Linked DNA regions of Mus musculus: all the other regions are linked to region 3. Evidence: chromatin contacts called from public HiChIP or PLAC-seq and promoter capture Hi-C data. All regions are on one chromosome and are shown on one strand. The core of a region is the stretch at or near the end of the contact, and the rest is flanking DNA. Distances in the headings are between cores, read along the strand shown.

The links. Promoter capture Hi-C pulls out the DNA fragments that hold promoters and counts their contacts. HiChIP or PLAC-seq counts read pairs in DNA pulled down with a chosen protein or histone mark. Capture Hi-C pulls out chosen DNA fragments and counts their contacts.
Region 1: a promoter capture Hi-C map of hippocampal neurons shows a contact between it and region 3, with 3 times the contacts expected there. The contact joins the enhancer-like site here to the promoter of Afap1 in region 3. A contact is called at or near these places in 1 of 39 promoter capture datasets (hippocampal neurons), 3 of 484 Hi-C or Micro-C datasets (nephron progenitors, neural progenitor cells and trophoblast stem cells), 3 of 115 datasets of contacts at active chromatin or transcription factors (embryonic hindbrain, large pre-B cells and neural tube) and 1 of 9 other capture datasets (adipose tissue).
Region 2: a contact with region 3 is called in a promoter capture Hi-C map of hippocampal neurons, with 4 times the contacts expected there. The contact joins the enhancer-like site here to the promoter of Afap1 in region 3. A contact is called at or near these places in 3 of 39 promoter capture datasets (cranial neural crest, hippocampal neurons and pre-B cells), 2 of 484 Hi-C or Micro-C datasets (nephron progenitors and neural progenitor cells), 2 of 115 datasets of contacts at active chromatin or transcription factors (bone marrow-derived macrophages and large pre-B cells) and 1 of 9 other capture datasets (adipose tissue).
Region 4: a FOXA1 HiChIP or PLAC-seq map of pancreatic cancer cells shows a contact between it and region 3. The contact joins the enhancer-like site here to the promoter of Afap1 in region 3. A contact is called at or near these places in 2 of 39 promoter capture datasets (hippocampal neurons and pre-B cells), 2 of 484 Hi-C or Micro-C datasets (the HL-1 cell line and muscle stem cells) and 8 of 115 datasets of contacts at active chromatin or transcription factors (cardiomyocytes, embryonic fibroblasts, embryonic stem cells and 5 more).
Region 5: a contact with region 3 is called in a promoter capture Hi-C map of pancreatic islet. The contact joins the promoter of Psapl1 here to the promoter of Afap1 in region 3. A contact is called at or near these places in 1 of 39 promoter capture datasets (hippocampal neurons) and 2 of 9 other capture datasets (embryonic stem cells and pancreatic islet).

What each region holds. Positions count from the first base shown.
Region 1 is chr5:36,336,767-36,342,115 of GRCm38.p6, forward strand. All of the region lies in intron 1 of Sorcs2 (sortilin-related VPS10 domain containing receptor 2), which reads right to left. Among named protein-coding and RNA genes, the nearest start is that of Mir7689, 38 kb to the left of the region's middle. Within about 2 kb of position 3,350, at least 12 of the 459 cell types and tissues checked have an H3K27ac peak or open chromatin away from gene starts, as enhancers often do.
Region 2 is chr5:36,311,637-36,316,661 of GRCm38.p6, forward strand. All of the region lies in intron 1 of Sorcs2 (sortilin-related VPS10 domain containing receptor 2), which reads right to left. Among named protein-coding and RNA genes, the nearest start is that of Mir7689, 13 kb to the left of the region's middle. Within about 2 kb of position 1,470, at least 107 of the 459 cell types and tissues checked have an H3K27ac peak or open chromatin away from gene starts, as enhancers often do. A contact at or near this core is called in hippocampal neurons and neural progenitor cells, where this site is marked.
Region 3 is chr5:35,891,334-35,896,120 of GRCm38.p6, forward strand. Afap1 (actin filament associated protein 1) reads left to right here and starts at 1,986. Exons shown (of 17, transcript NM_027373.2): 1 at 1,986-2,207.
Region 4 is chr5:36,370,525-36,376,125 of GRCm38.p6, forward strand. The region is part of intron 1 of Sorcs2 (sortilin-related VPS10 domain containing receptor 2); the gene reads right to left. Among named protein-coding and RNA genes, the nearest start is that of Sorcs2, 25 kb to the right of the region's middle. Within about 2 kb of position 2,982, at least 116 of the 459 cell types and tissues checked have an H3K27ac peak or open chromatin away from gene starts, as enhancers often do. A contact at or near this core is called in embryonic stem cells, memory CD8 T cells, muscle stem cells and 2 more, where this site is marked.
Region 5 is chr5:36,202,194-36,207,257 of GRCm38.p6, forward strand. It overlaps Psapl1 (prosaposin-like 1), which reads left to right and starts at 1,828. Exons shown (of 1, transcript NM_175249.3): 1 at 1,828-4,375. The coding sequence starts at 1,873. The coding sequence ends at 3,450. The region is part of intron 2 of Sorcs2 (sortilin-related VPS10 domain containing receptor 2); the gene reads right to left.

The DNA.
Region 1 (5,349 bases), core at 2,100-4,599, 450 kb after region 3:
AACCTACTTGGTCATGATGAACCTGTCTCCTTGTCCCCAGAATATTGCATCATTCATTTTGGGAAGGCGTGCCTCAAAAATGAGAATTTAACGAAACGGGTCTGCATTTGCGGATATCAGGGAGCCCAGTGTGGTGGTGCACCCCTGCAATCCCAGCAGTTAGGAGGGCAGGAGACAGGAGGATTGTTGTAGTTTGAGGCCAGCCTGTGTTACAGAGTAAGACCTGGCTTAAAAAATAAGTCTTTAGACAGCAGAGACAGTGTCCCAGGAAGGCAGGAGAGGATGACAGTTCACAAGAGGGAACAGGGTTGAGTTAAGGAAATCCAGGTCAAAGGGGAAACAAGGAAGAGTCACTTCTAGTCTGAAAGTATGTGTGTGATACCAAGCGCTCTCTGCTCTACCCAGAGCAGACGTGTGGAGGGCACTGGCCAGATCTCGGCTCAGTCAGATGCCCCAACCCCATCCCCTCAGTGACCTTCATTACTGTAATAAGCTCACTCCCAAGACAAGTGCTCAGAACACTCTTGTGTCTCATCTTTCTGAGCATCTGGGGAATGGAGGCCCACTCCTGAGCGCTGTGGGCAGAAGGATGTGTGGAGTTCAGAAGGCAAGGGCCCTGCCAGTGGCATAGTTTTCAAAGGAAGGAGTCAGTTTCACTCTGAGTAACTTCAAATCCTCAGCCTTAAGCCCTTTGATAAATTGCCACCAGGACCCTGCCTGGCCCAGGCAGAATATCCTGAGTGACCCAGAAGCTGGGATTAGCTAGTATGAAGGAGAAGCTTCCTGGGAGAATGGTCTACCCCAACTGCAACATCATCTCAATTGTTGGCTTCTGAGAATCCTGGGGCCATGGCTTTGCTACCCAACTTGGCACATATCTCTGCCATGGGCACCCTGGCTCATGAAGAGGAAAAGGGGAGGGAAGCTTTGTTGGAGAACAAAACGCCCCCTTCTCCGTGTACATAGACCCCACTCACTGGGACCCATTCTAATAAGCATGTCACCAGAATGTGGAATTCATAAAGAACATCCCATGTGACATTCATAAAGAACACCCCTTTGCTCAGTCTCAGGCCATCAACTCATAGATACGGGGGGCAACCTTGTCAGACTGTGGGTAGCACTTCCAGAGGAAGGTTGGGGCTGTGGGAGGTGGTAAACAGGGAACCACATAATTCTGACCTCATGCCGGGGCTCCCAGACTCTGACTACTTTGACAAAGAAGATATATTATCACGTAGCAGTGGCTGATGCCAGGGATGGAGCCTAGGTCCTAAGGCAACACTCGGCCATCTCCTTCCCACCCAGGACAGCCTCTGCTCTTTAGTACTTTCCCTAGGCACAGATGCACCATGAGCAAAAATCACAACTGGACAGAACATGCGGGTCCTCTTGGCCCATGTTAAAAGTTAACACTTGCTACAAAGAGTCAAGCACAGGCCTGTCATGTCAGAGATAGGAATGTGGAGGCAAGACTATCATTAGTTCAGAGGCAACCTGGGAAACAGGGTGGGGGCATTCATTGTTAGTGTCCCCTTGTGTGTTCTTCACTCATGCTGGGATGACAAGAGCAGTAGGTTCTCACGAGGCCCCTGGGACAGGAAGGCTCACCTGCAGCACGAGATCCCATCTCTGTGCCCCTGCCCCTTGCCCAACAGCTCCTTCCTTGCCAGCTTGACCCCTGCGTAGTTTAGACATTTTCAGATAAAAGATACCCACACACCCCTCTTTGTCATTGGTGTGATTTCATATACTTTGGATTCCTCTTGTCCCCTCACATCTGCCAATGTGTGCGCAAATGTTCTCTGCAACCTCACACTATTGCTCTCCCATCAGAAGGCCACATAGTCTTGAACTCTCGACAGAGACCCTTATAGCTGCCTCAACCAAGGTTACCATCGTCCTTCCTCATCCTCCCTGGCTCCTAGCACTCCTGCCCTGTCCTGTACTGCAGCAACATCCCAGGTACCATGTTGGATCCACCCCCAACCTCACATCTTCCTTTCTCTAGTGGAGCGACATCTACATGAACTCATGTGTGTGACACTCAAGAAACACCCAGCTTCCCTCGCCACCTATTTCCAGAGGTAGCCATCCACATGGAAATACATCTTTTTGGATAGAGCCAGCAGCAGCCAGCATGCCTGGTTCTCTGATCCCAGGGTTCAAAGAGATTGTTTGAATCTGAGGCCTAGATCCCAGTTATGCCCTCTCCTTTCTGGAAGCTTCTGGCTCTGTATGGAGACTCACTCCACATATTGGCCTTGAGTCTCCATGTCTGAGTCTCTCCTCTCCCATTCCCAGACTCAGCCCTCTTGGGCAGGACCCATGTGCCAGAGGAGAAGCCGTCCTCCAACAGCAATGCTGAGGGAGATAGATGGGTAAGCAACCTCACTCTTCAGGTAAAACATCACCAGTGATGGGTCCCCATTATCTCCCTGAGTCACTACAGGACCTGAACTCCAGCTGCCTGCTGGCTGGAGACTGTACACTGGGCTAGCTGACCATCTACCTCACTCCTGCAGTCAGACAAATCCGTGACTCATCCTGGGGTCTGCTCTGGGAAACAAGACCACCATAGAAACTCAGACAGGACTATTTTGTGAGGGTCCTGAGGCTGAAGACAGGCTGAGTGGAGAAAAGAAGCCTCCTATGCGGTGCTCCCCTCCCACCTCCCTCAACTGTTCATTGAGAGTCCTCCCCCATTTCACATTTACATCTGCTTTGCATCCTCCTAAATATTCATAAGGGATGCTGGGAATCTCATCAAAAGCTGGCAGCCAGATGTGATTTAAAACACAAAGCCCCCTCCACACCCTGAAAATACACCTCCTAGCAGCCCGTTGAGACAGCAATTAGGGGTACAGATCACCTCAATCCTGGGAAGGAGGCCTGACACTCCTGGCTCCATCTGTGGCTCTCCACACACTGAACCCCAACCCTGCTGCATTAGATCAGGGCTCACTGGTGGGAAATTCCAGCCCGCGGGGTGAGTAGAAATGATTAGAGAAAAGGGTCTTGGAAAGCCCTGGCCACGGTGGAAACTGGAGCGGAAGCACTCTGGAATACTCTGGAAACTTTTGCAGGCTTCTACTTGAGGGTACATTCCTTCCCACCTCTGCGGGAGTTCAGCTTATGCCTGAAACACAGGATCTGATTGCCATTATCCCAGGCTGGGGGCCCCAGATGGCATGACTTCTTGGAGCGTCTATCAGCTGGAAGTCCCAAGCTCCATCTCAGGGCCAGCTCTCTCCACAAACACAGAGGTCTGGCCTCTGTGGTGGCCTCTGCACGCACGAGCCGAGGTCCTCCAGGCTCTGCAGAATGTAAACTACAAACAGCACGTTTACAAAGAAGCCGCATGCCAGGCGGTGTCTGTGCAGCCCATTATTCTCATAGACAATTGATTCTTGGACCTGTGTTATTTCCTGTTTTATCATCTCAGAAAGCGAGAATATGCCTTTTAATCAGTGCCAGTTCTCAATGGCAATCGCATAATGGTGGTTTCAAGGTACATCTGAGGGTTTCAGTGCAGATGAAATCCAGTCTTTGGAAGTCAAAGGAGGCAAGGCAAGACTATACCTCTTTTATTGCTGGCCTCTGTCCTCGCCTAGCTGTGACACACTTGTCACTATAGCTGGTAATGAGGGCAGAGGCTTTCTAGATAGACTTCAGTGACCAGGATGAAGGACCTAAGCAAGTTACCTAGGACAACAGGGCCCATCCAAAGTTACCTAGAATTACTTCCATGATCCTCAAAGGCCTCCAGCTCCCCCAGCCTGTGCACGTGTGTTCATACACACACTGACACATGTTAATGAACACATTCTGCGAGTCTTAAAAGCCCAGAGACCAGGCCAGTGAGGTGGCTTCAGTGAAATCACTTGTCACCAAGCCCAATGACCTGAGTTCCATGCCTAGAAGCCCCAAAGTAGAAGAGACTCTCTATGACCTACATACACAAACATTAACTAATTAATTAATTAATTAAAATATAAGTTTATAAGTTGAAAGAACACCAGAGACCTCCCTATGGCTTCCTGGCCAGGCTAGACCAGGATCAAACACCCAGAGCCTACCCCCACCCCTAGGCTTATGCTGCAACCTTGGCCTAGCTAGGGTCCACCACTCCCTGGTCCCACAACTCATATCCCCATCCCCATCTCTGCACACTGTCCTTTCTTAGCTCCTCCCACCCAGGTCACTTCCAACCAAGACCCAAGGCCACACTCACTTGTGCAATTGTTATCTCTTCAGCTCCTATCACTTGTCAAAGCCTGAGCCCAATCCAGGGGAGACCACAGCAAACGAGGCCAGTAGGGCCCTGCCCTTCAAGGCATGAACTCTTGAGAAGAGCCATGGACAGGGGCTGGATTAGGCACCTGGTGTCCCACTGGGAATAACTGTCTTGAGCAAACACTACCAGGAATATGTATGAGAAGAGGCCTGGGTATCAACACTGGAGAGTTGCTAGAGAACATCCTTGAGGAAGTAGCATCATAGACATGAAGGAGATAAGGAGGGAAGTCATTGGGACTGTTTAAGAAAGGATATTTCCAGGCCCAAGAAACAGCAAGTGACCAGGCCAAGGCCAGATGGTGCCCCATTGGCTTATGAAGAGTAGAGGTTGATGAGGGTAGGAGAGAAAGAGGAAAGAAAATGAGATCAAAGGATACAGGAACCCAATCCTTAGAGCTTTAAGACTCTCTGACTTTTGTCTGAGAGGATAGCAAAGTGGTGGATGTGCACAGAGCAGAGAAGCAATGCCCCCAAAAGCAGTGCAGGAGGCAGTGCTGGATGGAAATATATCTGTAAGATACCAATTAGAGTCAAGGAAATGTCCCAACCCTTCAGAAAGGGCTGTCCTTCACTTCTCTATGGATGAGCCAACCATCTAGCAGGGATGGATGTATGGATGCACAGATGGATACAAGCATGGATGGGTGGATGCATGGATGGATACATGGATGGATGCATGCATGATACATAGATGAATGCATGGATGAATGGATGGTTGGATGGATGGATGGATGCATGGATGGATGAGTGGATGGATGGTGGATAGATGGATACATGGATATATGGATGCATGCATGCATGGATGCATAGATGGATGGATGAATACATGGGTGGATGCATGCATAGATGCATGAATGGATGCATGGGTGGATGCACAGATAGATGAATGCATAGATAGGTTATGTATGTATGTATGTATGGATGGATGGATGTATGTATGGATGGATGGATGGATGGATGGATGGATGGTCTGCATGGATGGATAGATGCCAGATAGCACAGAAGTTACCACTACCCCTTTGGTACACCCCTATGTCTAGAAGGGAGACT
Region 2 (5,025 bases), core at 220-2,719, 420 kb after region 3:
TTCCGGCTGAGCTCCAGCTCTGCCTTGGGGCATGACCTGAAGGAGCTGCACAATAAGCTAAGCAGGCATGGGGTTTCAGGGCAGGGGTTATTAGTACAGGACAGTGATTCCCAAGCCAGGCTTACAGTAGTGTCTTTGCAAAAGTCAACTTATAAAATACCTATAAAGTCTGCTTCTCCATGTGTAGTAATTTAATGCCAATCTCTGTGCAGGAAGGGGTGTGGATCCCAAGGCCTCATGCATGCTAGCCATGTTCTCCATTATGTGATCCACTCCCCAAGTCTTCTCCCACTGTGCAGACCAGCAGTCCACTGCTAAAGCCATGGCTGTATAGACAGGAGGAACATGCATCCTCAGCCCAAGGCAGCATCTCTTCGTCTGAGGTTCCGTCTTCTGCTCCCCAACTCTAAGTTCCTTTTAAAGTGGAAAACCATGGGCTTGGGAGTTGAATCCACCCCACCCCCTTTGTTTCCTGGTGCCATGATCTTCTGTAAGTCAGAACAGCTGTAAACCCTCAGGTGATGGATGCTACCTGGTGCCAGTGACTAGGAGAGACAGGGTGAAGGTTGTGTTTGGCAGGACCAAGGCCTGCCTTGCTCTGTAGAAGTTTTCTCTCTTGCTTGTGGTCATTGGCTCTTAAAACAAACAAACAAACAAACAAACAAACAAAAAAACAGTAACCTCCCTGCCATGTTGACCTACTGCCCAGATAGACCAAGATGAACCAGGCCAGCATGGGAGATTTGGGCTACCTCTGCCAGTCCCAGAATACAGAGAGGGCAAATCCCCTTTCCTGCAGCCAGGGAAAGGAGGCAAGTGTAGCCACTGAGGGTTTCAGCTCCCTTCTCAATGCCTGGAGGGACCTCAGCCACAGGCTGGAGCTACAGGCCTGTGGCAAGGCTGGCCACACTCTCAATCAAAGCACTGGACAAGGAGCCCTTGCCTCAACTGTCCTGAGATCCATGGGAAGCTAGGTCTGCCACCCACGTCTGTATTAGCTTCCTACCAGGATATACCAGGCTCCTATAAAGACATAGTCTGCTATAGGGAGGATCACAGCTCCTGTGTGGTTAGCAGGTGCCCCCAAACCATTCAGATGCCAAGTTCTGTGTTGTTAAGAAACAAGACCAAAGCTAGGAGTCCAATATTCCACTGCCATCACCCACCCACATGTCTCCCAGTGCGTGGTAACCTGGCTAAATCACTTCACCTCTCTGGGGCTGCTTCCACACTCACACGCAAAAGAGAGAGAGAGAGCAAAGGAGACCATGGTGCTGCCAAACATCACCCAGTCTTCAGGCACTGGTACCAGCACAGGTCTCGGTTTGATATGGAAGCCCTGGGCTGCTAAGGAGACAGGAGCAGGAGCTCTGAGGAGAAGGCCCAGGAGGGATCCCACACCATGAGGTCTGTACGCACTGGCCTTTTCTCGCGGGGTACAGACACATCAGGGAAGCTGGCAGGAACTCAGCCTGGGTCAGAGCCAAGGAAAACCTTGAGAACACAGATGAAAGGGTCTGGGGAGGCCACGGTCCTGAAAAAACCAGGCCCCAGGCCCTGGTTGCATCAACAGCATGCAGAGGTACCCCAGGAAGGGAAAGAGTTTCCAAGCAAAGACAACATAGAAGTTACCCCCATTCATCCCATTCATAACACACACACACACACACACACACGGGCCATGTACATACACACATGTTCTCATCCACAGTGACAGACATACATATACTCCCTTGAACACACATGCATGCTCACACACACACTCTCATATGTCCGTGCTGACACACACACTCACACAGTCACATAGCCTCACACCAGCGGGCTCACACATTCCCTCACACACAGTCAGGCTGACAGGCACACACAAACACACTTCTGCTCTCAGCTACACAGCTGCCCCATCAAGCTGTCCTCCCCGGCCATTTGCAGAACAGTTGTCAGCACCCACCCTCAGCTGCTCCCCTCAGATGGGAAATGCCAGGAGATGCTAGAGAGCCAAGTCCAGCGAGGAATCCTGCCTGCAAAGCTCGGAAGGCAAGGGCATGAGCCCTGGTCCCTCATGGCCAGGGCAGGCCCTTCAGCCCCGGGCCTCAGTCTCCCAGTGAAACACACCTAAGCACGGGCCCACAGGGGATGGCATGAGAGCCACGCCCCCGGAAACTCAGCACAGCTACAGGCTGCCTCTCCTTTTCTGGATGAATTTGTTATGGAAGGAACTTCCAGACTGCTCGGAAGTGAGAGAGGAGGGTCAAGCATCGGGTCTTCCGGAATGCACCCTCGGGACCGTGAGCCGGCCTTTCCAAGCACAGCACTGCCTTTGTCTGTCTCTGAAAGGCTCTGGAGAGGGGGAGGGGAAGGGAATGCGGGGGCTGTGTGACTGATGTCATCTTCAGAGCAGTCCAGCTCCTGCATCTTACCCAGACCTGGAGAGTGCTTAGTCCTCATCAGCCTCATTTTCCCCCACAACACAGAGAAAGCCCAAGAAACAGAAGAACCAAGTAGGGCCTTTTCAGATTCACACATTGGAATACAGATCCTATCAGCACAGATCCAGCTGTCCCATACCAAAAGCTTGAACCCTAGGTACAGCCTGTCTCAGAAGTCCTTCAGTTTCTCCTGCCATGTTTCCTGAACCCATAGTCCTCCCACCCCCAGGGATGGCACCTTATGGTGGTTTGCTAGAAGCTCTACAGATGTCACTCAGGGAGATAGCCCTGGGAGAGAGTACACGGTACACTCCAGCCCCATGGTGGACGCCCTTTGTGAATTCAGAGACTCCAGTGTTTCTGATGATGTTTCCTGTCAACCTCCCAGGTACCTGAGCCTGTTCTGAGGGTTGTCAACCTCAAAACACTGGGGTCACTCTACCCATCTTTGTAGACCATGAGTGCATATATCGTCTACCCTGATCCAACCCAAGATGATGGCTGTTAGAGGTGACAAATATGTCCTACCCCTGCCCACTACCCACTGTGCCTGCAGGGAAAAGACGAAGGCGACACACCCCACAGGTAGCAGAGCTTCATGGGGCACTAATCCATATCCAGTTTCAGAACTGGCCAAGTACCAGTCCTGACAGGACATGGTCTAGTATAAGAAAGCTCTGAAGGAAACAAGGTAGAAACGAGACAAGAAGCTGGGTGTGATGACGCACACCTGCCATCCCAACGCTCGGGAGGCTAAGGCAGGAGGATGGAGGATTCTGGGCCAGCCTGAGCTACAAAGGCAAGACTCTGTTCTGAATAAAAATAAAATAAAAGTATGAAAAAGAAGGTCACTTCATTATCTTGGTCAGCCTGATACCGAAGTTGACAGGCAGGGTCACAGTAAGCCAGGCACGTGCACCCACCAGGTTCCCATTGGTCGGAATCAGGTCTAACAAAGCCTCCATGTCTTTCCCCAAGCAGACTAGCTCAGCTGCACCAATGTAGACTTTCTACCAACCTGTGCAGACCTGTCTTCGAGACCTGGGATTTGAGGACCTTAGACAATGGGGCAGACTGCATCTAATGCTGCCGACAACTTTATTTGGTTTTCAGCATGCTTTTATACACAGATGTAACAAAGCAAGCAACGATCCGAGGAGGGTTGAGTACAGAAAACCATGATCAAACACAAAAGCCAGTAAGCACATACTATCCATTAACAGAGCAGCCCTTTCCCGGAACTTTCGCAAGACAGACCAGTTTAAACACAACTGCCTGGCACGTACTGTAGATTCTATCAGGGAAAACATGAAAGCCAGGAAGAAGGCCGTATCCAGATTCGAGGACAGCAAATCCTTTCACCAGATTGGTTTCTATAGCTGTGTTCTGATGGCCAACAAGAATAAAAATGTCTGACAAACTGAATACAAATATTTGTCACGGGAGGTACAAAATATCATCCAAGAGCAATCTAGGGAACAAAAAAAGGCCTAATGCCTCTCTCACAGTTCCTCAAGACACTGGCCACCATGTGTCATTCTTTTGACTGTGTACTGACGCCATCACAAGTGCTATTTGACTTCAGGTTGAGGACAAAAGGGTCCAGTGAACGGCATTCTGGCTTTTGTATGTGTGGTGCTGGGAGTGCAAGCATCATGCATCCACTGAGTCACACCCCAGCTCAGACGTACACTGACATCTGCAGCTACAGTCCTTCCCAAGACCCTGACCTGCTGACCTCTGCTTGGGAAAGGCCACTGACAGCCTCCAGGAACTTGCCTGGTTTGTGCCTCCTGCCAGGCTTTCCTGCAGGCCTCACCCTCTCCTCTCAGCAGGAGGCACACCTGTCTGAGGAAGAAGAGTCGATCAGAGGGAACCATTGTCTGCTGAACACGTAGGATGTGCTCCATTCTCATTCCCCAGGCCAGGAATGAGGCCTGTGTTATGTCCAGAACCCAAAGAGTGTCTAGTCTCTGACTACTGGCTCCACAGGCACCCTGCAATATGGCTGGGCTGAGAGGGAGGAAGGTTCTCTACCTGCAGCCTCCCTGTAGCGTCCAGGAGGGATGCTAAGATGCCTGAGGAAAATCAGGAAAGAGACACAGAGGGACAGCAAGAAGGAGGGAACCAGGAAAGATCTCTCTCCCCACACACCCACTATGACCCAACCATCCCTGTCACAGGAGGACTGGAGGATTTCCTGGGTACTTCTCAGCTATGCATATGTACATGCATAGGGTGCCCATGTGTCTATGATATGAGTGTCTCTATGTGCATGGTATGGGTCCACACGTGCTCACAGGTGCATTCATCCATGAGTGCATTTGCAGAGGTCAGAGAAGGTTTGCCTTTTGTCAGCTGGCAGCCAGCAAGCCACAGCAATCCTCCTGTCTCCACAGCACCATAACAATGTGGTTATAGCTTTCTACACGGTCATACCTGGCATTTTAAAAGCATGTGTGCCGGGCATTTAAACTCAAGTTATCAAGCAAGGCCATCAAACACTCTGAGCCCGAGCCATCTCTCCAGCCCCAATGCCACTTGGTTTGTAACCATCTCCTTCTGACACGGATGAGAACATGAGGTCAAAGAGAGAAAC
Region 3 (4,787 bases), core at 736-3,235:
AGGTGACCTCACCTCAGAGCCAGGAAAGAGATTAATGTCCTCCCCCATCAGTGTAGCACAGACCCAGAGTCTGCAGACGGCTCAAAAATAAATAACTAAAGGTATTTTTCATGAGTTATGATTCATTTTAGAAGAAAATATCTACAATTATGTTTGGAGCCTGGGGCACTGTCCACATCCACATTTTATTGCTGTGGAGTGAACTGGCCAGAAATCTATGCAGATGCCAACAGGGTCTGTCATCTTTGAAAAAGCCAATTTGAAAACTTGGACTGAATTGCTTGAGCTTCGGATAAAATAGTGAATGATGCCCTGGAGGACTCCTTTATGGCCAACCCCTTTCAACTCCAACCAGAACCAGTTACCCCCAACCCTCCCTGGACCCTGTCTGCTCATATGAAACGGGCCTGAGGCCACTGGAGGACACTCAGGATGACAGCATGAGAGGGTAACACAGGTTGGAGTGACTGGCCTTTAGACATTTCTGTTCTTAGAATGTTCCGGGCCATAATAGCCATCTCTCCCATCCTCACGCCACCTGCCTTCCCCTCCCATCTTCCTTGGCTCCCTTTATTTGTCTCCTTCTCTGGCCTTCCCCAAGCACAGCTGCTCTCATTTTTGAGCAAAGCAGCCCACCATCCTGCCTCTGTGTCCCAGCACAGCTCGTACAGCAGGACGGTGTCCCAGAATGTCTCGCTTTTCTGTTGTCCTGATAATACCTGGACAAAAGCAAGTTAGGAAAGAACGGTTTCTGTTGGCCCACGGCTCTCCAGCTGTGGTCCAGTCCTTGACTGTAAGGAAGTCACAGTGTCAGGAGCTGAAGGCTGCTGGTCCTACCACACTCACCTTCAAGAAGCTGAGGCCAATTAATACCTGAACTCAACTAGATGGCTCCTTTTAAAACAGACCAGGACTTGAGCCCAGTGACAAGTGCTACCCACCTTCAGTGTTAGTCTTCCCACCTCAACCAAATCTAGGTAACTACTTTGTACATGCATGCTCAGCGATGAGGTAATCCTTCACAACAAGTTAACAATTAACACTAACCACACCAATCAAACCCATTCCCAAGAATAGCTCTTCTCGAATAAGGGGCTGTACCAAGAGGCCCCAGTGCCTGGGCAAGCAGATCATCTGTTGGCTTGGGGAGTCAGACAGGAGGATTGAGGCTCTGCATGGACTCCAGGACTCACTGAGGAGCGGCAGGCTGGCCTGTCTCTGGAAGTAAGCTATTTGTAATTTGGGGGGAGTCCAACTGAGGTCTGGTGATCACTGCTGACTGGATTGGATCCTGCAGTGATCATGTATGTGGATAGGGCTTCTGATGAGGGTATCCATCCCAAGAGAAGCATGCTGTCTCCAGCCATGATCACAAAGGCTCTCGTCAGAGGCAGAAGGGAAGTCTTGGAGAAGAGGGACAGGTTGTGAAATAGAGGGAAATCCACGAATGTTGTAGAGATACATTCCAGAACAGTCCTCTAAGGCTTGGGCGAATTTTAAAGATAATTGAGATATGGATAAATGGAAATGGTAGTAGGTAGATAGGAGTCATGCCTGGTGGGGGAATGGAAAAACAAAAAACAAAAACAAGGCTCTGAGCAGGAAAGGGATGAGATTAATAATTGGATCCTGAAGTAGGACAGCGAAATGGATCTGCTTGGCACAGCACCTAAAGGGAGTTTTCTCTTTCTTTCCACCCTTAATGATACCAACACCCTTCGACCAGAAGACGGACAAGGCTATGAGGATCGCAATTCGGATGGCAAGAACCATCAGTTTTCCTTTAGAACCAATTCTAGCTTTGGGGTGAGCACCGAGTACCACTGAGCTTAGTCCACGTGGGCGCTGAGCCCGAAGCGAAATCAGATCAGCGCAGAGTCCCGGGTGCCGGCTCGGACCCACGGCCCCGCCCAGCCTCTCTTTGTTCCTCCTGGCCCCGCCCCCTCCGCCCAACTCCCTAACCATTGGCTAGAGGGCGGGTTCTTGCTGTTCAGGGGGCGGGGCTATGGAGGCAGGCGGGGCCTGTCGCGCCTGCGCAGAATCCTCCGGCCACAGCTCGCACCGGCGGTGTCTGGGCTCCAGGTCCCGACTGAGAGATCGCTGAGCTGCGCAGGGCCCCGCCCCGGGCTCCATTGTTGAGGCAGCGGGCGCTCCGCGGGCTGCGCTCCTCTCGGCCGTCCAGTGCTCACGAGCCACTGAATCCTGAGGTGAGGCGGCGGCGACTTTGAACCCGTAGCGGGGCCAGGTGTCCCACGATGTCCTCGGGCAAGGTCCCCAAGCTGGATGCCCTGGGCCGGGCAGGGTCCCCAGACAAGGCTGGGCAGGATCTCCAGGGCCGGGTAGGGTCATCGAGGCCCTTCAGGGTGTTAGACAGGACTGACCAGGGACTCCTGACAGGGCAGCGTCTCCGGACAGGGCATGGTCCCTATACAGGGGTGGACGGGGTCTCCAGGGCTAAGTTGGATCCCTGGAGGTCAGAGTCCCCAGGGCCAGGTAGGGTCCCCGAGGCCCTTCAGGGTCCCCAGACAGGGCTGGGCAGGGTCAGCGGGCTGGGATGGTTTTCCAAGAACTGTTCGAAGATCCGGTCATCCGAGACCTAAAGGACAGACCGCATATTTGGACTTGCAGGACGATCGCTAAGGCTGAACTGGGGTTCCCGGCTTGGCAGTCGGCTGAAATGGGTCGGAGAGTGTGCTGCCCGGTTGGTGGCAGCTGCCTTCTCCTCTAGAGGGACAGGAACACCGAGAGGGCTGGCCTGGATGGACCCGAGCACTCAGGAGTCTGTGCGCCCTGGCATTGTCTCGCCGCCGGGTGGCACAGAGGGCTCTGCACCTCCAGGTCCTGGCCACCCCACGAGTGGGCTCTTTTCCGGCCCTCCTTCTTGGGTGTAGCTAGTTGATTGTCACCAAGAGGGACCGGGGGTTGGGGGACCCTTGTGTGAGGGAGCCTTCCTGTTTCCCTATGTGGTGTGGATGGCTCCGGAGGTAACTACGTGGACTTAAGTGTGTGGGGAGGCTTGGCGGGTGGAAAGGCTGTTTCTGTCCCTGTATTGGTACGATTTCGTGTGTCAGTGAAGGTGACAGCGTGGACACGCGCGCATGGGATCCTGGTCCTGTGTCCCATGGCTTGTCGACCCAGGCTTTGCCCATTCAGTCCTGGCCCCCGCTTTGGGTGTGCATTGGGCACTGGAGTTTCGGTGAGGTGAGCGAAGCCCTGTGCGTGCTGGGCGCAGTTAGCCTAAGGTGGTGTGGACCGGACTTTGGTATTGTCTTTATTCAGTGAGTTGAAGCGGGGAGCGGGCGGGGTGGGGGGCGCTACACGGGCTCTGGAGTAGCCCGTCTGAGAACGTGCCCCTCACCCTGCGGGTCTCTGGGGAGCGTGGGGCTGTCACTGTGCTGGAAGCTGCAAGTCCAGCCATGGAGTTTCTTACTCCTGACTTAGGCCTGGCGACCCAGAGGCCGGTGCTGATTGGAGGGAGCAGAGCCTCTCTGCCCTCAGCTTCTTGATTTCTTCCGTTGGGAAGAAAAAAAAAATCTGGAAAGCCAGAGAGTTGACTTTGTAACTCCCAGTCAGCGCCTGGCAAGTGGAAGAAACTCTCCCAAGAACTTGGCGTGCTGCAGAATGAGTTTGAATCAAGAAAATCTACACCCAGGGAACCAAGCCAAAGCAGTTACAGTTGGAGATCAGATTTATGAAGGCAGCCCTGGGGTGAGGTCCAGGGAGGGGACCTGATGCTGCCCCTCAGGCTGGGCCCTCCTCAGCTACTAACTAATGTGGAGACCATTCATTAGATACTGCTTCTTTGAGCATTTCAAAATCACTTGTCATGTATCCAGGATGGTGTGTGTGTGTGTGTGTGTGTGTGTGTGTGTGTGTGAGAGAGAGAGAGAGAGAGAGAGAGAGAGAGAGAGAGAGAGAGAGAGAAAGAGAGAGAGAAAGAAATCAAGCCAGTGTCTTTCTGTGGGGAGAAGGCAGGCAGCATTTGGAACTAGGAGTTTCAATAAGCAACCCACAGTTTGTCCTAAAAGAGAGCCCAACTCTAATAGCAGGATAGGATATGAAACAGCTAGGAGCCATCCTTGTCCTGCTATAAGATGCACACTTAGTCTCTGCCATCTCCTACTTCTGTGCTTGCACCAGCTCAGCTCTGGGTGCTGAGCTCTGGCAAGCTTCTGCCTCATCAAATGTTCTCTCTGAGCCTTCCTTATGTTAGTTCTGTCCTTTAGACATTGTGAGTTTGGGCCAAAAGTACCTATCATAGCTTGTTAAAACAAACAAACAAACAAACAAACAAACAAAAAAACCAACACTCTGAAAGCCACAGACCCAGTTTGTACCCCAGAGCAGGGAGGAGGTGGGGCCCAAATGAGAGAGCCTTTGTCTACACCATGAATCCAGGTACAAAGCCTCAACCCACCAAAGATAGTAAAGATTTTTTTTAACCTGTCTGACTGAGTGTGTTTTATGATGTAGAGTACTCGAACAGAGTTCATTGAGTCTAATTTTGGCCCTGAAGTTGATTTACTGTCCTTCCTGGGTAGTTTCTCCTCTAGGTTTTAGCAGTCTCACCTTTGAAAGTCTTCAAGTAGACAATTTTAAGGAACATTCTTGGCCCTAAACCCTTCATTCTTTTAACCAAATATAGCAGAAGGAAGTTGGCCTATGGCAAAGATATAAAGGAGATATTTGAAAAATGTAGTCTAAAGAGCAAGCTACTTCCTTGCTTCTCAGTTTCTTTTTACAAAGGTTTATCCAAGGACTGAGAGATGGCTCGTGGTCAAGGTTGC
Region 4 (5,601 bases), core at 1,732-4,231, 480 kb after region 3:
CTAAAGCTCTAGCCTCGCATGTGTGAAGCCCTGAGTTCCATCCCCAGAACTGAAATATAAAGGAGGACCTCTGGGGCCTTGCTGTACACCCCAGAACCTTCTGCCCAAAGATGACACTACTCATGAAAGCATTCTATGCACAAATATAAAAACATGGAGGTTGGAGCTAGAACGATGGCTCAGCAGTTAAGAGCACTGGGTGCTCTTCCAGAGGACCTGGATTTGATTCCCAGTATCTGTGTGGTGGCTCTCAACCTCTGTGACTCCAATTCTCTCAGACCTCCACAGGCAATGCACTCACATGGTATACATGCAGGCAAAATATCCATAGACGTAATGTTTCAATTAATGTATCAATCTTGATACCCTTCTCTCTGCCAGTAGTCTCATTTCACTGGAGACCCTGACTGAGATGCTGGGGGCTGTTTCCCTCATCTAGGAGCATAGTGACACTGTTCCCACTTCAGGGATACAGATGTGACCCCGAGACAGCATTCCTCACCACACCACAGCCAACCTTGTCAGTCACTCATAGACCATGTGCCTGAACAGCCATCCTCTCTCCCCTTAGAGTAAGAAGAGATCCAGCCTGGAGGCCAGGAGGATCCTAGGATCCCAAGAGGAACATCACAGCCTCCAACACCTGGAGGACCAGTCCCCTTCAGCAGGGCTTTCTGAGCTGGAAGACAATCTTCTCACACAGGGAAGTTCCTTCTGGAAATGTTCCCAGTCCCAAGACAGGGGAAGAAGAGTCCTTCCCCATGGGGGTAAGGAGAGGTTGGCACTTTGAACTTCCCAGGTGAGGGATTCCTATCAGTGGGAGTAGCCATATGTTGCTACATCCTGGGGGGAAGAAGTAGGGGAAAATGGGGCCACCCATGGAGAAGAGGCTCCCAGTCCCCTGAGCACAGAGAGCAGAAGGGAAATTCCCACAGGCAGACCTGACCTATGGCCCAGGGAGGACACAAAGGACACAACCAAAGAAGACACAGAGCCCAAGGACCTCAGAGGCTGAAAAATGTGTGAGATAGAGTGAGCCTCACACCCAGACCCTTCAGGAACTGGCCCAGCGCATTCTGTGCCACAGACGCAGGTGTTGGACCCTGACTGAGTGGCAGGTGCATATCCAGCTAGCTGCAGGGGTGCTGGCCCCTGTGAGAGGTATCCACGGGCCTTTGGGGCTGGATGATAGGTCTGGGTTATATAGACAGAGTCCCTTGGCCCCAGCCTAGTGAATATGTAGCCATCACAGAAATAGTATAGCTAAAGTGTAGCTAGCCCAAAGCCCTGACCACAGACAGAACTTCCTGCCCCTGATGTATAACAGGTTCTTACTAGAACTGGCTCAAGGCCATTATTTCTGCTTTCCCTGTGACCCCCTTCCTGCCAACGTGTGTGGGCAGAATCTCCACCCAGCCGCTTGCTGAGAAGTTTGGCATGGGGAGGGACGGATGGGCACAGAGTCAACGTGTGGTAGGGATAAGGGAAGTCTGAGGCTTCAATCCCACCTCAGCTCCCAGCCCCAGCCCACACAGAGGTGTGGTGGTTTGAATGAGATTAGCCCACATAGGCTCATATCTTTGAATAATAGGTCAAATGATAGTCGGTAGAACTGTTTTGGGAAGTATTAGAAAGTGTGGCCTTCTGAGGGAGATGGATCACTAGGGTGGGCTTTGAGGTTTCAAAAGCCCATGATAGGTCCAGTTTCTCTCTCTCTCTCTCTCTCTCTCTCTCTCTCTATATATATATATATATATATATATATATATGCCTTCATCTTGTGAATAACATGTAAACTCTCAGCTACTGCTCTAATACCATGCCTGCATCCCTGCCTGCCTCCCTGCAGCTACGCTTACCACCATGACAGTCATGGATTCTACCTCTGAAACTGTAAGCAAGCCCCCAGTTAAATGCTTCCTAAGTTGCCTTGGTGACAGTGTCTCTTCACAGCAATAGGAAAGTAACTAAGACAACAAGAAGAAACTGTTGAGAAAGACTCAGCTTTCTCCCCCATATTCAAAGGCTGAAGCTAACTCCAGGACTCCAGAACTAACCCGAGCCTTTACAGAGATCTTGAGTACAGGTCACTAGGTATGCCAACGTCCAGTGACCGGCATCTTCATAAGAGTTTAGGCACAGAGCCACACAGGGATGATGCTGTGAGGACCCAGGGAGAAGATGCTACCTGGAAACCAAGAAGAGAGGCCTTGGGAGGAGCTTAGCCTGTGTCAGCTTTATCTCAGAATTCAGCCTCAGTCTATGAACACAGAGAGGTGACATCGAGGAAGGAGAGGACATATGAGGCTTGTTCCCCAGCCCTACAGTCTCCCTGCAGCGAGAGGTCCCAGGGTCCTCCTCCATGACTATGTAGAAAATCCCAAGGACCCCTGCCACCACCCTAACTGACCCATCTTTCACCTCCTGCCTTCTCACCATGTAGGGTAGAGGTCACTTTTCTAGAGAATCTGAGGAAAAAAACTTGACACACTCACCTCCATCACACAGTGGGGTGCACAGCCAAGGAGCATATAAGCGCCAGGCCTTGGGGACATCTTCAATGGAAAAGGGGGTGGATTCAGGATTGAGGTTGCTCTTGTCTAGTGTGAAGGGCCAAACGTACAGCTAAGGTCTGGTTGCCTCCAGGTGCTAAACAGGAATGCTCAATTTCTACGCCTAAGCAAGTGTGGGGCGCGTACGAAGTGAAGTGACACCCTTCACCTCAACCCATGAATCACACACACACACACACACACACACACACACACTCAGCTAGACCTCTGCAACACAGTGACAGGACCAGCTGGAGTGCAAGGGGGGATGAAACAAAAGCGAGCCCCACCCAGAAGTTCCTGGAAATCCTCCAAACCATGGCCCAGAGAGGAAGCCTGAACTTGGGGCCAGTCTCTTGCCCTCCCTGTGTGCTGTGGCCCATGGCAGCTCCACCCTGCAACCCTCAGTCTCTCTGCGTCTTAACCAGAGCCATGACTCGTGGGGACAGATGGCCTCTGGATTAGTGGGTCTCAGGGGAAGGGGCCCCTGCATTTCGTTATCTGCAAGGCATCTAGCAGGCTGTCTCTGGGTCTCCAGAAATGCCTGCGTCCTCCACCTGTTAGTAATAAATCCCCTTCATAAATTTCCACACCAGGCAACCCTCAACGAGACTTAACCCTTGAGCGAACAGGGCTGTTCTAGCTGGCGCCTGGGGAATGGTTGCAAGTCCCCACCACATCCTGCTCTGGTTCTGAGGGCTGGAAGGACATTCGGAAGCTGCGGGGTCAGGCTTGGGGCAGACTCTCGGTCACACAGAGGTCAGGGATGCTGTCATCTCAGGGGCCTTGAGCTGAGGAGGCTGTTTGAGGTTCTGATACACTTTCTCACTATGGTGGTGTTCAGGTGAGGCCCCAAATTCTGTGGTATTACTCCACAGGAGAGGGAACAGCACGTGCATTACCTTGAAGCTAGACAAGTATCTGAAAATGGAGGTGACTCCTACTGATTTCTAAGGCTGGGGCCTAGAAGGCTCCTGACACACAAAGAGGGAATGAAGGCATGTGGGTCAAGGCAGAGAACCGGGATAGAGGGGCCACAGCAGAAAGCCATGGCAGAGAAACAGAGAGACGTAGCAGAGAGTCATGAAGAGATCTTATAAAAGAGAGCCGCAGCAGAAACCCAGGGTGGACAGCCTGCGGGGTGGGAGGGAACAAGAATCATCTTCGCCACTGCAGCTCCTCTGTAGCCCCTCCCACTGACCCAGGAGTCCGGGGTGCCCTGCCACTGTGCCTGTTGTTGCCACACCAGCTCTGCTCTCTGCCCATTCTCCTTTGCCCATGTCCCTCAGCAAGTGGCCCCTCCCCACCACCCTTTGGCTTCACCTCATTGCCTCTCTTCTGACGCTTCATAGAGACTTTACCACTGAAATCCTCTCACCTCGGGTACAGCCCAAGAACTTGGGGACAGCTGCGATCCCCCCACAACAGTGACTTAGGAGCATTCCCCTGCCTCAGCCTGTTACAGACCCCCCCCCCACACACACACACACCTTCTTCAGGCTAAAGCAACCACCAGTCTACTTCCTGTCTCCTTCTATCCCCACCCCCACCCCCTCACCCCCCACCCCCGCACACGCTCGGTACTCATTTCATAAGGAGGAAATCAAACAATATGCGGCCTGCTGTGACTCGGCTCTCTCGGGGTGCAGCCACGTTTTACAACATGTTTGTACTTTGTTCCAAATAATAGTCTATTGTATGGATATACCACATTTCGTTTACCCAACACATCTGCAGCTGGACAGCAGAGTCCAGCTGCCAGCTCTGGGCTATTAAAGTATGAGAGAGAATTCAGGTGCGAGTCACAATGTGGGCACGAGCTTCACAGTCTGCTTCAGAGGGAGCCGTGTTTCGTCTCCCCAGTGGGACACACGCATCCCAGCCTCTGGCTCTGAAACACTCCCACCCCAGCCATCCTAACTGCTCAAGAGCCTCCAGGTCGTTATCTAGATTTTTTTTTTAAAGAATTTTTTTAAACTTATTTTATGTATGAGTACACTGTAGCTGTCTTCAGACACACCAGACTAGGGTATCAGATCTCATTCCAGATGGTTGTGAGCCACCATGTGGTTGCTGGGAATTGAACTCAGGACCTCTGGAAGAGAAGTCAGTGCTCTTAACCGCTGAGCCATCTCTCCAGCTCTATCTAGATTTTTTTGTAACACAGTGGTGACTGGGTTTTTATGTCATTGTCTGTAGGTCTGTGGTAGCACTACTCAGTAAGGGACCAAGCCCTCTGCTGAGGCAGGATTGGCCCTGTCTGCGTGGCTACCTCTTGCCAGACTTTTAGAAAGGACTCAGAAAGTTGGGGTTTAATATCACTTATCCTGAAAGGCTTCATGAGTCTCCCCTTCCAGGAAGCTGCTGGCTCTCTTCTGGATGAAACTGTCCTTGACGCACCAGCTTTTCCAACTTCAACTGTGCTCTGTCTTCCTAGTGTTGTGTAAGCCCACACCAGCCCAGCACAGTCTCCTGGTGTGTTTCAGCTTTGTGCTGTATCATTTATATTGCAAGCAGTACTCATTAGCCAGTGGCTAGTGGTCACCTTCCCACCACCCCACCTACAAATATTTTTTTGAGACAGGGTTTCTCTGTATAGCCCTGGCTGTCCCTCTGTAGACCAGGCTGGCCTCGAATTCAGAAATCAGCCTGCCTCTGCCTCCCAAGTGCTGGGATTAAAAGTACGCACCACCACCACCTGGCAACCCCAGCTACACTTGATCATCACAAGCCTAGAATGGGAAGACACCAAGGAATAGAATGCCACTTTAGAGTCCTTGTGCCTCTGGCCATGCTGCACCCCACCCCCACCCCTTTCCAGGAACTAAGGTGGCTTCCATGTGCAAAGCTGAAAAGTCACCAGAAGGTGTCTGCCAAAGGTTGGGAGCGACTCCTCTGAAGCGCTGGCTCTGTAACAGGAAAGAAGGCAGGAAGAGGTGGTAGGGTTTGCTCACAATCTCTCTGGGCAATATGGCCACCCCCGGGGGCGTGGCCAGCTCAGTCAACACAATTAGATGCTTAATCAGGCGCCTCCTCAGCCTGACGCATC
Region 5 (5,064 bases), core at 578-3,077, 310 kb after region 3:
AGGATAGATGAGTGGATAGGTAGACAGACAGATGGATGGGTAGGTGGATGGTTGGATGGATAACAAGAAAATAGGTATATCGAGAGTAAATAAATATTATCAGTATACCTGGGAAAGTAAGTCATTCTCTGAACTATTTCTGCCACTGTCTTCTAAGTTAAAAACTATATCAAAATACAACAGAGGCTCTAAGTCCTGAGTTCCTGAGCCTGCACTTACTAAACTCATTAGATGATTTGGGCTGATGTCCTTGACAGCCTGTGGGTAGTGCTTCCCACCAGCGAGCCTAAAATCCTGGGACTTTCAGCCATCCCTCAGCCATGACTCTGGGGAAAGGGCAAGCGCTCTAGATGAAATTCTTCAATGAGATTTGTCAATTCTTGGCTGTAGGCTCAAAGGTCCCATGTTCTGCCTATCTCTTCTTGCTGGCACCTTCCCCTAAGTTGAGTCCTAAGGGATATACTGGTATGGAGCCTTCCTGGGTTCTGTAAGACTTCCTAATAGCAACTGAGCTTAGAGAGGGCCATGGGAACCCTGATAGAGAGGTAGGTGGAGAGGTTTGAGCCAGTGCATAGTCTGAAGCCCTAACTGTGGGGTCTGGATGGACTCTGGGGAGTGGTCAAAACTGAGTCAAATGGAAGATCACACAAATGGCAGGCAAACGGAGTTGATTGTAGGGTTGAAAAAATGCCTGCGCCCCAAAAACAAAGTGAATAGTGAGTGGGTGTTCCATAAACAGCAACTGGGTAAGGTGCTGGGGTGAGTCAGCCCGGGCCTGCCCAGGCAGGTCTAGATAAAAGCACTTTGTTTTAGTTCCACCTCTGTACAGCTTGACAAGCTGGCCCTGGTGGCCCTGCAGCTAAGAGAACCCAACCTCTCTACTTCACCAAGCCTGCTTCCTCCACTGGCCCAAAGGAAGCAGAGACCTTAGCAGTCAGTCATCTAAAGGGCTCAGCGAACCTCATTCCATATTCTCTCTGTAGCCCGTCCTCTTGGGAGGGCAACAGGAGGCACCATCTGCATTCTTTGTGAAGCTGTTGCAAAGGCAGCTGGGATACCTTCCCACATAACTGGGAAGTGGATTCCTTAGGCACCCAGAACCCCAACGTCTGAGCCACAGATACCCATGTGTGGGACTCACACCACTAAGGCATGCAGGATTTTCATAGAGTTCCCAGGGTCCCTGATCTGCCCACTCCCGTGGAAGCTGGGAGCTGCCTGTCAATCAGAACAGGTGAGTCTGGCTTCAGGGTCCTCCACAGAATCAACAGGATGAGGCCGTGGCCAGCTGTGCATTTGCCTGATGCCAATGCTCTTGCTTAACGCTTATTTCCAAAACTACAGAAGCCAACAGATGACCTAACCGTGAAACAGAAAACCCCTTTGTATCTGTGAGCCTCAGCAAACATCATGCGCATCTGCTAGGGACCAGCCCACACATGGCCTCCCATAGAAGTCTCCAGAATAAGGCTCTGCATGCCAGCAGCCTTCACCCAGGCATTGTGGGATCAGTAGTCCAGTCAGTCCCTGGACAGTGGGGCCTTAGGACCAGAGCCTGTGGCGGGCATGTGGCCATGAGGCCCAGTTAGAAATAAGCCACTCTAGGAATTTGGTTCTTCTGGGCCTGGTGTGACACAGAATAGAAGCTTCATTCCCAAAGAAGCTAGACTTTGAAAATAGGGATTATTCAGGGAGAGAGAGGGAGGTAGAATGGCCAAGAGGCAGAAGCCAGAGAGGACGGGCCAGCACCCAGGCAGGTGGGGCTCTGACTCAGGTTGGGGAGGAGCAGCGGGCAGGTACCTTGCTGAGCAGGCTAGACAGGAGAGCTAGTTTTATAGCGAGAGCCAAGCAGAGGGAGCAGCCAGTGGAACCATGGGCACTATGCTGTGCGCTCTGATTCTCTGGTCTGGCCTCCTGGGGGCTGCCAGGGCCAGCCCCATCTCAGTTCCCCGTGAGTGTGCCAAGGGTTCGGAGGTATGGTGTCAGGACCTGCAGGCAGCTGCAAAGTGTCGGGCCGTGAGGCACTGCCAGAGTGCTGTCTGGAACAAGCCCACAGTCAAGTCCCTGCCCTGCAGTGTGTGCCAGGATGTGGCCGCGGCTGCTGGCAATGGGGTGAACCCAGGTGCTACAGAGTCGGATATTTTGACATCAGTAATGAAGACCTGTGAGTGGCTTCCAAGCCAGGAGTCTTCAGCTAAGTGCAAGTGGATGGTGAACAACCACAGCGCAGCTGTCCTGAGCATGCTCAGTGGCGCTCAGGAGACTGACCTGGCTTCTGTGTGCACTGCGCTCACCCTCTGTGAACCATTACAGAGGCACCTAGCTGAGACTACCTCGGAGAGACCGCTGACCCAGGAGGATGCAAATGAGGTGATGGCCCCATTCTTATCCAACGGGGCGTTGAGCTTCCACCCATCACAGATGCCTGAAGGTGCTGTGTGTCATGATTGTGTCCAGCTGATCTCCTTGCTCCAGGATGCTCTAGAGTCTAATTTGACCTTGGCAGAGGTAACTGTCCAGAATCAGTGTCAGTCCATGGGGCCTGGCCTGGCTGCCCTCTGCGAGAACTACATCCACCGGCAGTTTGTCCCTGCTAAGCAAACATTGCAGGGTCTCCCCCCACAGGAGGTCTGCAGGAAGGGGGGCTTCTGTGAGAGAGAGTCTGCCCACTGGCTGACTCGAGTGGCCGCTGTGGATGGAGTCCCCTCTCTGGAGATGGAGATGCCGAGGACGAATGAGTTGCAGATGCAGTTGGGCCTGACGTGCGACGTGTGCTTGAACTTGGTCCAGGAGCTGGACAAGTGGCTTGTGACCAACAGCACAGAAGCTCTCATCAGCCACACACTGGAGCGAGTGTGCACCGTAGTGCCCGAGCCTCTAGTCCAACAGTGCATCACCCTGGTAGACACCTACAGCCCTGAATTGGTGCAGCTCATGTCCAAAGTCACCCCAGAGAAAGTATGTGAGACCATCAAGCTGTGTGGCAGCAAAAGGCGGGCCAGGTCCATCTCCAGGGCTGTGGCAACCACACCATCCCTGCCGGTGGATGAGGAAAACCAGGGCAGCTTCTGCCAAGGGTGCAAAAGGCTGCTGGGCATGTCTTCCCAGAATCTGGACCACAAGAGCACCAAGCGGGACATTCTGAATGCCTTCAAAGGTGGCTGCCGGATCCTGCCGTTGCCTTATGTGATGCAGTGCAACCGTTTTGTGGCCGAGTATGAACCTGTGCTCATAGAGAGCCTCAAGTTCATGATGAACCCCACGGACCTATGCAAGAAGATGGGGGCCTGCCACGGCCCTAAGACTCCACTTCTAGGCACAGATCAGTGCGTCATGGGCCCCAGCTTCTGGTGCAAGAGCCCAGAGGCCGCTGAAATGTGTAATGCCCTGGAACACTGCCAGCGCCTCGTGTGGAAAAAGCCCGTCTCCAAAATCAACGAGCAGCCATGACCGTGGCCACCAGAACCCAAAGTCTGCCCACCCGTAGGCTTCTGCCTCCCAAGGGGACCCTATGAAGTGGGTGTCACCCCCATGTCATAGATAAAAAACTGAGGCTCTGTGCAGGTAGGGCAGAGTGGAGCTGACCTTCAAAACCATGATTCCCTAAAGTTGGGCAGTGTCGTCTTTCTGTCTCTGTCCTATCTGCCCCCTCTACTCCTGCTACAAATGGGGAGTCTTCTTCCCCCCTTGCCCCAGTAAGCCACCCTCTCCTGTCATGCTGTGATGCTGATGGCCTGGAGAAACCCGTCAGCGGCCTCCCTTACAGGGTGAGAGCAAGTAGGTAAGGGTAGGTAGGTGGAGGGGACTGTCACTAGTCAGTATAATGGCTCTGGGGTGGAAATTGGGTATTCTCAGGCTAGGATCTCTCCAGCTGGCTCCCAGTGGTGCAGCTGGGACATGAGTGACTCTGGACTTTTCTGAGGAAGGGTCCTGAGTCATTGGCTACCACCCAAAAGGGACACTTGGACTTTATATGACTCTTGCCCATATCCTGTCCCACCAAGAGGAGTTTGTCTACTCACCCAGACTTGAGCCGCCCTGGTGCTAAGCAATCTGGGGTGTACTTAAAATCAAAAAGAAAAAAAAAACCCTGCTGGGTGAGTCCTGGGGAAAGCCCTGAGGGGTGTGGAATGGCAGTAGCAAGAGGTCCACCCTAGTCGTCTGCTGAGCCTCAGTTTTCTAATCTGTAGACTGGGAGGATCGTGCCTGCCTCATAGGGATGTTAAGACAGTTTTAAGAGATGTCCTCAAGTTCTTTCACTTAGAGACTAGCACCCAGTGACCTACCAGGACCAGCAAAACCTATCTTGGGGATCGATAGGGTCTCTGGGGAGCCTGATCAAACAAGTTTATATAAACTAGATGCTTTCTCCAAACGACGTTTGCTGTTGTTATTCTAACAGAAGAGCATGGTCCCTGGGGCTTCACAATCCCTTCCTCGCAGCCTCCCATGGGTGCTCCTCCAGTGGGAAGGCTTGCCTATCTCAGGTGCCCACTGCTTGCTTTTCATTCACAGTCTTCAGTGCCTAATGAGCCCCTCACAGCCCCTGGATGGATGTCTTTGCATAGGCCTCAAGTCCAACACAAGACCTGCTCACAGTAGATGTTCAAACATCTGAGGCATGTGCGCGTGAGGTCCTGTCAGAGCTCGCCATTGCCTAGATGGGGATGAGACTTGCTTGGCTTGGCTGAGGTCACCAGTCACCATCTGAGGCCCACTCATCTCCCCAGGAACCTTGAGTAGACCCTCCTCTGTTCTGACAGTGAGCCAGAGGGACACTTGATCACAGTTGTAAGTGATATGCCACGGCTCTCTTGACCTGACATTTCCAAAGAGACATCACCAGCTACATAAGGCTGGTCTGCTGGAGACCAGGAGGTGGTGAGTGCCATGTCCGCCTTGTTTCTGAGCCCATTTCACTGCCTCTGACCCAGATCTACAGTGAGGGACGGGCAGAGTGAGGCCTCTCCTCATTCCATCCCTCTCCTCCCCTCAGCTCAGGGCCTGGAGACAGCTGTTGCCTCAGACCACTGATCAAATGCATTGCACATACACCTGGCCCTC